2 separate regions of the Macaca mulatta genome follow, and region 2 is linked to region 1. Evidence: chromatin contacts called from public Micro-C data. All regions are on one chromosome and are shown on one strand. Each heading gives the region's core, a stretch centred on a gene start, on an enhancer-like site or on the middle of the called end of the contact. The rest is flanking DNA. Distances are from core to core; before and after follow the strand shown.

The links. Hi-C and Micro-C count contacts between places; a contact is called where the count stands out from the background.
Region 2: a contact with region 1 is called in a Micro-C map of CD4 T cells, with 18 times the contacts expected there. The contact joins the promoter of ATG12 here to the promoter of TMED7 in region 1. A contact is called at or near these places in 6 of 14 Hi-C or Micro-C datasets (CD4 T cells, blood, fetal cortex germinal zone and 3 more).

Annotation. Positions count from the first base shown.
Region 1 is chr6:124,588,314-124,593,825 of T2T-MMU8v2.0, reverse strand. TMED7 (transmembrane p24 trafficking protein 7) reads left to right here and starts at 2,618. Exons shown (of 3, transcript NM_001204339.2): 1 at 2,618-3,191. The coding sequence starts at 3,000.
Region 2 is chr6:124,812,446-124,818,057 of T2T-MMU8v2.0, reverse strand. It overlaps ATG12 (autophagy related 12), which reads left to right and starts at 4,313. Exons shown (of 3, transcript XM_078005114.1): 1 at 4,313-4,491. The coding sequence starts at 4,329. It overlaps AP3S1 (adaptor related protein complex 3 subunit sigma 1), which reads right to left and starts at 3,992. Exons shown (of 6, transcript XM_028849668.2): 1 at 3,772-3,992. The coding sequence starts at 3,840.

The DNA.
Region 1 (5,512 bases), core at 1,369-3,868:
ATTGACTGTTCCACATGGCTGGGGAGGCCTCACAATCATGGTGGAAGGCGAAGGCGGAGCAAAAGCACATCTTACATGGCAAAAGCACATCTTACATGGCAAAAGCACATCTTACATGGCAGCAGGCAAGACAGCGTGTTCAGGGGAACTGCCCTTTATAAAACCATCAGATCTCATGTAGCTAACTACCTGTTACAAACATGAACAATGCATTATACGTGCATTATATGTTTATAAACACGATTGGTGCATTATAAACACGAATACTGTTTTATGGGAAACATAAACAAATGGGAAAAACCTGCCCCCATGATTCAATTACCTCCCACCAGGTCTCTCCCATGATACATGGGGATTATGGGAACTACAATAAAACCATCAGATCTTATGAGACTTACTCACTATCACGAGAACAGCATGGGAAAAACTTGCCCCCATGATTCAATTACCTCCCACCGGGTCCCTTCCATGACATGTGGGGATTACGGGAACTACAATTCAAGATGAGATTTGGGTGGAGACACAGCCAAACCATACCATAAGAATAACAGTCTTTAGATTTAGGGCCCACCCTAAATCCCAGGATGACCTCATCTTGAGGTCCTTAACTTAATTACATCTGTGAAAAGCCCTATTTCCACATAAAATCATATTCACGGAGTGGAGGGGTTGAAACTTTGAACATGTATTTTTTAGGGGGACACAATGCAACTCACTGCACACATTTACATAAATAACACCTTTTAATAAAAATATTTTCCAAATAAAAATTTAGCAAGAAGAGTGACCTTATTTTCATAAATCTTTCATAATCTAGATTTATAGAAGAAGCTGGGTGCTCATTTCCTTTGATATTCACTCTGTTGTGCTGTTTTGGTTGAAATATATAATGAAAATCCAGCTTCACACAGATCATTACATACCCTCTGACAGGGTTTCAAGAGGCCTCTGGGGGTCTTCAGAGCAACACTTGAGAACCACTGCTCTAAAGCATATACTCTATAAATATATGTAAAGTGAAATTTCCAGGCCGTGGCTATATATTCCAGGCTATATATATATATATATATATGCACACACACACTGAATATAGGTGTGTGTGTTATGTGTATACATATATTCTACCTTATTAGATAACAGCACATTGTTTTCCAACTTAATTAACCAATTTGCTTTTTCACTAGCAGTGTATAAGAGGTTTTGTGGCTCTGTAAGTTGACCAATATCTGTTACTGTTACACTTAAAATTTTTGCCTATCTAGCAGTATGTAATGTATTGCATTGTGATTTTAATCGTATTCATCCTTTTGTGTCTGTTTGTTTGTATTACCATTTGATGTATGAAGAAACTGAGGTTTATTTAGAAGATCAATGTTACTTGTCCCGGGTCACATAATTAGTAAATAAGAACCCATGTTTTCTCTTTTCGAATTCAGATTTCTTCCTACTCACTAAGACAAATAATGCTTCGGTTTCTGGCCCATTTCTCAGGAAGGCTCAACCTTCCCCAGATCCCCACCCAATAACTAAGAACCTTGACTTCAAATCTTCTCCCCTCATTTCCCCACTGTGGAGACTTTGGGCACTTCAGGCGGCTGGAGGACTGCACAGCAGCCCTGCATCTTCCTCCCTTCATACCCCACTACCCACTCACCCCTACTCTCACCCTCTCATTTCCCTGTCTGACTGCTTTCTATCTGCCTCTATTTCCTTTTCATAAAACCCTCTACTCATCTTCTGCTGACTAGACCCTCATCTAATCATTTGAAAAGGAATAATATCTACTTCGTGTGTATAATGTATGAGAAAATGTATAATGCACTATAAGAATCATCACCTGTTAGCTGTTATTATTATTACTTATTAATACTATTATTTTTAAGCACTTCAACACAAATCAGTGGTGTGATCATAGGCAGTTACTCAATGTTTTTGATACTCAATTTTCTCATCAGTGAAAAGGCGTAATAATACCTTATGAGGTTGTTTGAAGGATGGAATGACATAATATATGTAATGTGCTCAGCACAGTGCTTGATGATAAGGCGTGCTCGAAGACGTTTAATTTATGTAACAAAAATTCATCTAGTGCTTGCTATGTACCAACCACTTCTAAGTAGTTTTTCCAAATATTGAAACTTTGTAATAATTCTCTATGGTAGGTGTTATTATCTCCATTCTACAGACAGACTGAGGCAGAGAGTTTAAGCAAGTGGCCGGACGTCACAGCCAGTACATGGCAAAACACCTGCAGTCTGCTCTTAGAATTCGCACTCCTTGTCCAGCTCCTGTCCAAATATTTATTATTACTTATGAGAAAACTCTGCAAATTGCAGAGGGCTCTACCACCAAAGATTAGCACCCTAGGGCAAAATGAGCCCTTTACCACTCCCTCGATGCTCCCCAGCGCTAAGTTCCCAGCGGAGGTTGCAGTGAACCCAGATGGCGCCACTGCACTCCAGCCTGGGTGACAGGGCGAGACTCTTGTCTCAAAAAAAAAAAAAAAAAAAGCGAGTGAGTGGAGCGTAATTACCCTCGCCAATAGCCTGTAACCACCGCGGCCGCCACTCCCCTTTTCCTGGCCTCGCCCCTCTCCACCCACGACTCTGGCCCCGCCCCTCGTCCCAGGCTGCGACGGAAGAAGAGCCAACGCCTCGCGGGCTTCCACGTACGCACTCTAACGCCTGTCCCCGGAGGAGAACACATCCGGGTCACGGGAGCCGGTGTCTCAGGCTCCGCCCCTTCCCCCCCAAGGGCTAATCCCCACTTCCGACCCTCATAGTCCTTTTCCGCTTCTCTTTCACCTCCCCTGGTGCGCCCCTCTGCGCCCCTCATAGGAACCCGGAGGGTAGATCTGATCCCGAATCTCCCACAGGCGCGAACCTGCTCTGCCGTGTATCTTTGCGGGGCGGCCTGCGCTGAGGCCTGCCGCGCGCGGTGAGTCCGCGCAGAACTGACCCTGCGTCTTGCAGCTCGGTTGAGGCCGCCGACTTCTCGGGATGCCGCGGCCGGGGTCCGCGCAGCGCTGGGCGGCCGCCGCGGGCCGTTGGGGCTGCGGGCTGCTCGCACTGCTGCTGCTGGTGCCTGGACCCGGAGGCGCCTCTGAGATCACCTTCGAGCTTCCTGACAACGCCAAGCAGTGCTTCTACGAGGACATCGCTCAGGGCACCAAGTGCACCCTGGAGTTCCAGGTATCAGGGGCCTAGCAGTCCCTGGGCCCCAACTCGCGGCTCCAGGGCTGGGGGTGTAAGTTGAGGGATGGCACTTTCCTGTCCGTGTTAACCCGTTCTTAGGCTAATTCAAAAATCGCTTCCAGGTAGCTGATGCCCAGCATTTGACTTTCCTCTAATAAACCTGGAGTGAGAGATGTTAAGACCGGATGTTAAAATGTATGAATTCCAGAAATGCTCCCTCTAGCATTTCTTTCCATTCTCATATTTAAGGCCTATTGAACTTCCTTCCTTAAAATATTCCCTTAAAGAAAATCATTTATATTCTATAGTACCCAGTGTCAACTCTCTAATCCACACTTCCAATTTAATTGAATTTGAAGTATTTTATTATACTACCTTCCAGAGACTGAGTTTGACCTCAGAGAGCTTGTATAGACATATATAGTCATAAAATGTTAAATGCAACAATAAAGGTACACACTAGGTATAGTGCTGGCAGAAGACAGAAGGATCATTGGGAAATTTAGCTGAGGAGCTGATATTAGAGCTGAGTCTGCAAGGTAAGTAGCCGTTGTTCGACAAGGCAGCAGAGGAGAGAAGAAGGGGCCCTAGGCAGATATGTTCATGACAGTTCCAGCAGGCCTGAAATTAGCCTGAGCTATATTGCTAACATTTGTGCATGACAGTGAAATACACTGAATAATAATAGTTTTGTGACTATAGTTACATATATTGTCACAAAACTATATATTATTAGCTTTAATGTAAAGCTATTATAATAGCTTTGTGACTGTGAGTCCAAGGGCTTTGGGGGCAGTTTGTACCAGTTTGTCAACATTATTTATTGGTAACAGTGAGATTGATGATTTGCTCCTGGTCTTGGTGAGACCACACCCCCAACACAGAGCTCTGTTGTTGAGACTAGCTTCATAGCAGGAATATGCCTATGTGACCAGCGAAATATTTTAAAATGTGGTCAAGACTCCATTTTGTGTTCCTTGGTTCCAGGGTGTTTTGTTTGCACACTTGGGTGGTTCCAGATCTGAGCGAGTATGTGTCTGGCCACAGACCTAACAGAGGGAAGACAAAGGAGCCCACACCTGACCTTTTCAGACCTCTTGCTGTGAGACAGCCTTTGGCTGTGATGTTTTATATTCTTTTCCTTTTGGGACTCTTTTCAGTCCCAAGTTAAATTCTTAACCACTTTATTATACTACCTCCCAGAGACTGACTCTGACCTCAGAGAGCTTACATAGACATATATAGTCATATAATATAAACTGTAGATTTATGACATTATAACATACAGTATTAAACTGTAGATTTGCAAACACTGTCATTTTGAGCCCTGTGATTCTTCTTTAGCAAACCCTGTTGAACTGCACCGTCAGTGCAGATGTAAAGCAAAGACTTGTTCAGAGAATTTCTGGTAGTGTGGCATTTTGGGAACATAGAATGAGTAAGGCTGTGAATAAAAGAGGTTCTGAAGCTACCTGGGAGGAAGAACAGTGAATAGTATACCATTGTTAACAGGTTTCGATTTTTCTGCAGGCCACAGGTAATTATCAAAAAGTTTTTAAGTGATTGCTCAGTGGGGAATGAGGAAGGATGAGGAGATTGGCACCCCTCCTTCCCAGGAGACATTTGCCATCATGTTAGAAGGGCAGCTACCTGCATCTAGTAGGTAGAGACCAGGTATGCTGCTTAACGTGCTGTAGTGCACAGGACAGTACAGGGTCCTACAACACAGAATTATTCAGCTCAAAATGGGAATAATGCCAAGGTTGAGAAACCCTGAGTTAGAGGGAGAAGATATTGGGTAGTGGGAAGACCTTTCAGGAAGTTGTGGCAATAGTCCTGTCTGGATTGTGGTTTAGGAATGCGATGAATTTGAGAGGGGCAAAAAGATTGAGAGATTTGTGTGATCGTATGGATAGATAGGGACACTTGGTTTGGGATGATCCTCAGTTTCAATAGTAGGTGATTGGACAGGTTTAAAGGGATACTTAACAAGATTACTTGTTTTAAGTTTGATGGAAGAGAAGTGGGGTGATGATAAGTTCTGGTCCTATTCAGTTTGTATGTATGTGTTTGATTATTCAAAATACAATGGTCAGGTATGGATAATTCAGTATAGCAAAATGAAGTTATTATTTTCACTTGGAGAAAAAGTTACTTTTTGGTGAGGATGGGGATTGGTAAATCTCCAATTGATAAGACATTTTTATATCAAAACATTTTATCTGTATATTAACATTTACATATTTTTACAGTTTCCTAAGTGCATAATTATTTTCATTTGATTATCAAAATGATCTGTAACATAGTTCAGTTAGTAT
Region 2 (5,612 bases), core at 3,064-5,563, 220 kb before region 1:
TTTTTTTTGAGACGGAGTCTCGTTCTGTCACCCAGGCTGGAATGCAATGGCACGATCTCAGCTCACTGTAGCCTCTACCTCCCCAGGTTCAAGCAATTCTCCTACCTCAGCCTCCCGAGTAGCTGCAATTATAGGCGTGCGCTACCATGCCTGGCTAATTTTTGTATTTTTAGTAGAGATGGGGTTTCACCATGTTGGCCAGACTGGTCTTGAACTCCTGACCTCAGGTGATCCGCCTGCCTCAGCCTCCCAAAGTGTTGAGATTACAGGCATGAGCCAAGGCACCCAGCCCACACTTGAATTCGTAATGTCTAACTCTAGCAGAATGAACCAAAACTTCCGTTTAGCAAAACAGGTGTGTGACTTCATATTTCTCACATATAACAGCTTGGAGCCACAACTGAATCTAACAATCCATTACAGCATGAAATGGAAATGTGCACTGTTAAAGGGCAGATGAATATATAAGTTGTTATATTATGAGGGAGATAAACGAGGAATGAAAATGCAATGCAGTAGCATAAACTTGTTGGCAAAGGGTTAAACATTTTTCAAATGGCTTAGTGTTAAACCATTACTGTTGGACTCAAACCTCAGCATCCTGCCAGCATATGGAATCGTTAGCTCAGTCACATCCCTAGATATTGTTCAATAAATTAAACTCAAAATTTTTATTCATATTGGACATATACGTCTTAGAGACCTCTTAAAACAGAAACAGCTGAGTAACAGGTATTCCATCACTACTTTTATGCTAAAGGCAGAAATTTGTAAAACCTCTAGTTAGTGAAGGACTACATTTTAAAAGACAGACGGAAACTCAGGAAGTCAATTCTAATCCAAACTCTATCCCAAGCTAGGAGATTCTAAATAAATGCATTTAGCAAAGAGTTAGTTTTCTATGTTCAAGCCTCAGTGTTGACTGCTAAGAATGACACAAATATCTCTAAAATCTCATACGTTCCTTCAAGTATTCTATAGGATGGCTGCCACGAGGAATTACAGACTGTGAACAAGAATATTGTGCCATAACAAAGATAAAAAATAAAATCCTAAAACACAAGAGGAGCCTTTGAGCAAGATCAAAGGCTTCACAGACTGTTTAGGTGACGTTTGTGCTGGGCCTAGAACAAGGGGTTGAATTTGTACACGTGGCAACGGAAAGGAAGGACATTCCAGGCAGCAAGAATAGAATGACGCCCTACACAGACACTTTCAACTCATGTTCCCTTACACAGTCTGCTCCTGCTATGTAGAAATTCCTGGGGTTCTTCCAACAGGCACTCTCTTCAGGGTTTTTGCATTTGCTGCTCCTTGTACCTGGGATGCTCTTCCCCTAGATATCTGGAAGGCTGCCTTTCTTACCTTGTTCAAGTCTTTGCTCAAATGCCACCTTCTCAGTGAGAACTTACCAGACTATCCTATTTTCAACTGTCATCCTCTCAGTCTCTAAGACTCTTCCGTGCTTTATTTTTTTTCCACAGCACTTAATACTATCTGGCATGCTATAATATAGCCTACTCCTTAATAGCTCTATCTATGTTTCTCAAGCAAGGGCAAAAGTTATCTGTTCATCTTCAGATTTTAAAACTGTTTCTGCATATGGTAGGCATGAATTAAATATCTGTCGACAAACTGATGGAATGAATGAATGAAAAAAAAATAACTGTCCTCAAAAAGGTTATGGTCTAGTGGAGGAAGCAAATATGTAAATAATCTTAAATTATTCCCGAAAGACAAAAAAAACCACACTCAGCAAAACCCAACTTATAGAAACTTAATACACAGAAACAACTTCTCATACTCCACTTATACATGGCCAGTGACCACCAGATTCTTCTTTATATATCTTCTAGCTCTCTGCCCTCAGTGGCACTGTCACTCATACAACGGCCAAAAATGCCACCAGAGCTGCCACTGCTGCCAGAACTGCCTCTTCCCACATTAACCGTCACTGCTACCTAGTGAGTGATGGTAAACAATACTTCTGTTCCACTTTTGGACAAGGGAAAGGCAGATTCCTGAGTTTCTAAATTAAATGCATTTTTCAGTAGATAGTTACATTCTATACTACACGAATAGTATACACTGATTATATGGATTAGCCAGAAAACGCACTGTTTTGAACATTGCTTAAGTTTAGATATGGAAAAATAATTTTTTGAATTGTTTCACTATTGCAACATACCTTTTTTATACTGCAAATGGATGACACTGGCAAAATGGTTATGAAAAAGATTCCTTCAATAAAGGCCGGTACTATCTTTTAACAAACAGGTAAAGTTAATGGCATTTTTTTCACTCGGGAGGATCAACTAGAATTTAAGCTGGATTACAGAATGATGTAGAATTTTTAAACAGACCATCAGTATTTAAGTTATACTAAATTAAAACCACACAGGAGTAGCAGAAAATATTCTTTATAGCTAGCAAAAGCAAAACAACTGAAAAAAAAATGAAGAATAAGCTCAAGATTTCTCACTTCAACTAACACCTCCACAGACTGCATTATCATTTTAGGCAAACTGACATTTTAACATTTACTTTGTAACGGCAAGATTGATTTCCATCTGGGACTTATCTGCATAAAAGTGTTAGCCTTGGCACAATTTCAAAATTGAATTGAAAGCTCATTTCTGGCTATAAGCAAAGTGCCACAATACCACACAACAGTTACACCTCACATTAATCCTACCACTGGGAACCCAATTTTATGTGTTTCAGCTAGTGAATTTTCGCTCAGATGAGCACATACCTCTATAAAACCCTTCCTCGATCATCAATAAATCACTTATCTCTACTACCTTAATGCCTCCTGCACTTGTCCATACTAAACAGTATTCACACATCTAAAAGAGAAGTTCTACAAATGCTACTATTCTTCATAAATAGAAAAAAACTATAAATGATGGCAAATTCCCATACGTGGAAAAATGCCAAACCAGAAGCTTAACTTTTAGGTATAGAACCTAAAACTTTTAGGTAAAGAATCATAACTTTTACGTATAGAACCACAGTTCCAATCACTCAACTACAAACGTCGCCGGTTACTTCGAGGGTCAATAATTTGCAGCCAGCTGCTAAAAGGCCTGATAAAAACATTAGGTCCTCACGTATCTTCCTCTTTAATAAGGAGGCACCTGAAAGTCACACTGGGCAGTCGGTCACGTATCGAAACATACAGGAGAGAGACTGTACAGAGCGTGCAGTTATCAAACGCAGGAAGCCAAAGTTCCTGCCCTATGAGAGGATTACAGTGAAAACCAGTAGCCCATCTGTCCAAAGAACAGAAAGAAGTCCACTTGGAAAGGCTGGGAGTCGGGGGAGGGGGGCGAGAAGAACAAGTCCCGCCCGGTCTTCCTCCTCCCGGGCTAACTGCAGCCGCGGGCGGCACAAGGCAGTCGCGCGGGATTGGCTCTTGGGGCCGGGGCGCAGGGCTCCGGGGCGCGGGTGGGCTGCCGCTGCCCGATCGGCGAGGGCCAGGCACCGGGAAGTCTCCAGGGCCTCGCCCGCGCAGCCGGGAAGGCACGCAGCCCACCGACGGGCGGAGGAACCGCCCGGGCAAAGCCACGTCGGTGGCTGACCGCGCGGCAGGGAGGTGGGCACCCCGTCCACACCCACCGGGAGGCTGACAGCCGGCGAGAGCCAGGCGGCCAGGATGGGAGAAGGGCCGCAGCGCGCCGGAGGGGGTCGCTCTGAGGAAGCCGCGCTGGGCGCTGCCCGTCGCCAACGACTCCCCCTCGCCCGGATCAGCAGCAGCTGGATACTCACGTAGGGTTGGTAGAACTTGGAGAGCCGCGGCTTCCCGTGGTTGTTGAAGATTAGGATCGCCTTAATCATGGCTGTGCCGGGCCGACCGGGTGGGCACTGGGGGCCAGGGCGGGGGCGGGCGCACGAGCCTCGCCTCGTAATCTCGCCGGCGATCCTTCCCCACCCGCCCCCTCCCGTACGCGCCCGCGCGCGCTCCCGTGTCGCCGGGCGGGGCCCGAGAGGCGGGGCCTGGGCGGGGCAGGCACTGAGGAAAGCGGAAACATTTGTAGGTCCGAGCCAGCGGCCTAACAGGGGAGTGTGCGCATTCGACCAAGCACGGAGACGTTGCCCACCTCTCCTTTACTGAGGTCTGTAGTCGCGGAGAAACACATGTTGCGTTATTAACGTTCAGAAGTCTGCCACAGCTTCGATTTGAATGACTTGCCAGGAACACCAAGTTTCACTGTGGAATTGGGTTCCCCGTCTCCGGCGCCTCCTTTGCTACGCTCTCTGGAGAAAAAGCACGCCCACTGCACGCGCTCAATCGCTACTTCCGCTCTCCAATCTCTCCAAGCAAGATGGCGGAGGAGCCGCAGTCCATGTTGCAGCTTCCTCCCTCAAGTGCTGCTGGAGGGGAAGGACTTACGGAGGTCTCCCCAGAAACAACCACCCCGGAGCCCCCGTCTTCCGCTGCAGTTTCCCCGGGAACAGAGGAACCTGCTGGCGACACCAAGAAAAAAAGTAACTGAATTTATTTCCGGGCAGAGAGGCGGGAGGTTCAGATTGCATCCGACTGGGGGTGGCGGCCAGTAAAGAAGCAAAATTTAGAGGAACTCCCGTCCTAGACCTGCATTTTGACTAGTCATCAGAAGAAGTGTACTTTTTGATTTTTAAGGCTTATGAGTTGAGTGTTAAAATACTATGTCTGTCGGTGTAGGTCCTGATACTTGGCTGCCACACCCCTTTCTATATTATTTGAGTTGGCCAGACTGCGAGCTCTTTGAAGGAGGGAGGGAGCTGAGTGGGGGTTCTCGGTAATTCCAGGTACTTAACACAGGAGCTAATTATTTTAATAATGTTTTAAGGTGGTAGGGATGGTCACTGGCAAAGCCTGGATTAGAATTCACGCCTTCCGACTTACTCGCTTTTTTGGTTTTTTCCCCCTCCCAGTTGGTTGTGAATTCGCTCCTTAAACCAAAAACCAAATTCTTACGCAAAATGAAGACTGCTAAGGGAAAGCTAAAGGCATAGATGTTACCTTTTTAAGAAACACATTTTGGAACCTTTTTGAGTTATTTCATTGCTTGAACCAGCTATCCTCAACCCTTTATTGTTTGAGAATGTTTTCCTTTGTAAAAGAGATTTCCAAGGTTACGTGTTCTAAAGCACTCTCTAGAGTTAGAGTTGCCTATGAGAAAAGCAGCATATAAGCATCCTCGATTCAGAGAGGCTGATTTTGTCCTTAGACAAGTTTTCCGCGTTCAGTCTTAAGATGACAGTGGTCTCTGGCAGGGCGCGGTGGCTCAGGCCTGTAAATCCCAGCACTTTGGGAGGCCGAGGCGGGGGGATCACCTGAGGTCAAGAGTTCGAGACCAGCCTGGCCAACATGTTGAGACTCCGTTTTTACTAAAAATATAAAAATTAGCTGGGCGTGGTGGCGCGCGCCGGTAATCCCAGCTACTCGGGAGGCTGAAGCAGGAGAGTCGCTTGAACACACGAGGCGGAGGTGGCAGTGAGCGGAGGTCGCGCTGTTGCACTCCAGCCTAGACAACAAGAGCGAACTCCACCTCAAAAAAAAAAAAAAAAAAAAAAAAAAAAAAGACATTGGTCTCATTGCCTTTTCTTCAACTTCTGCTGCTGTG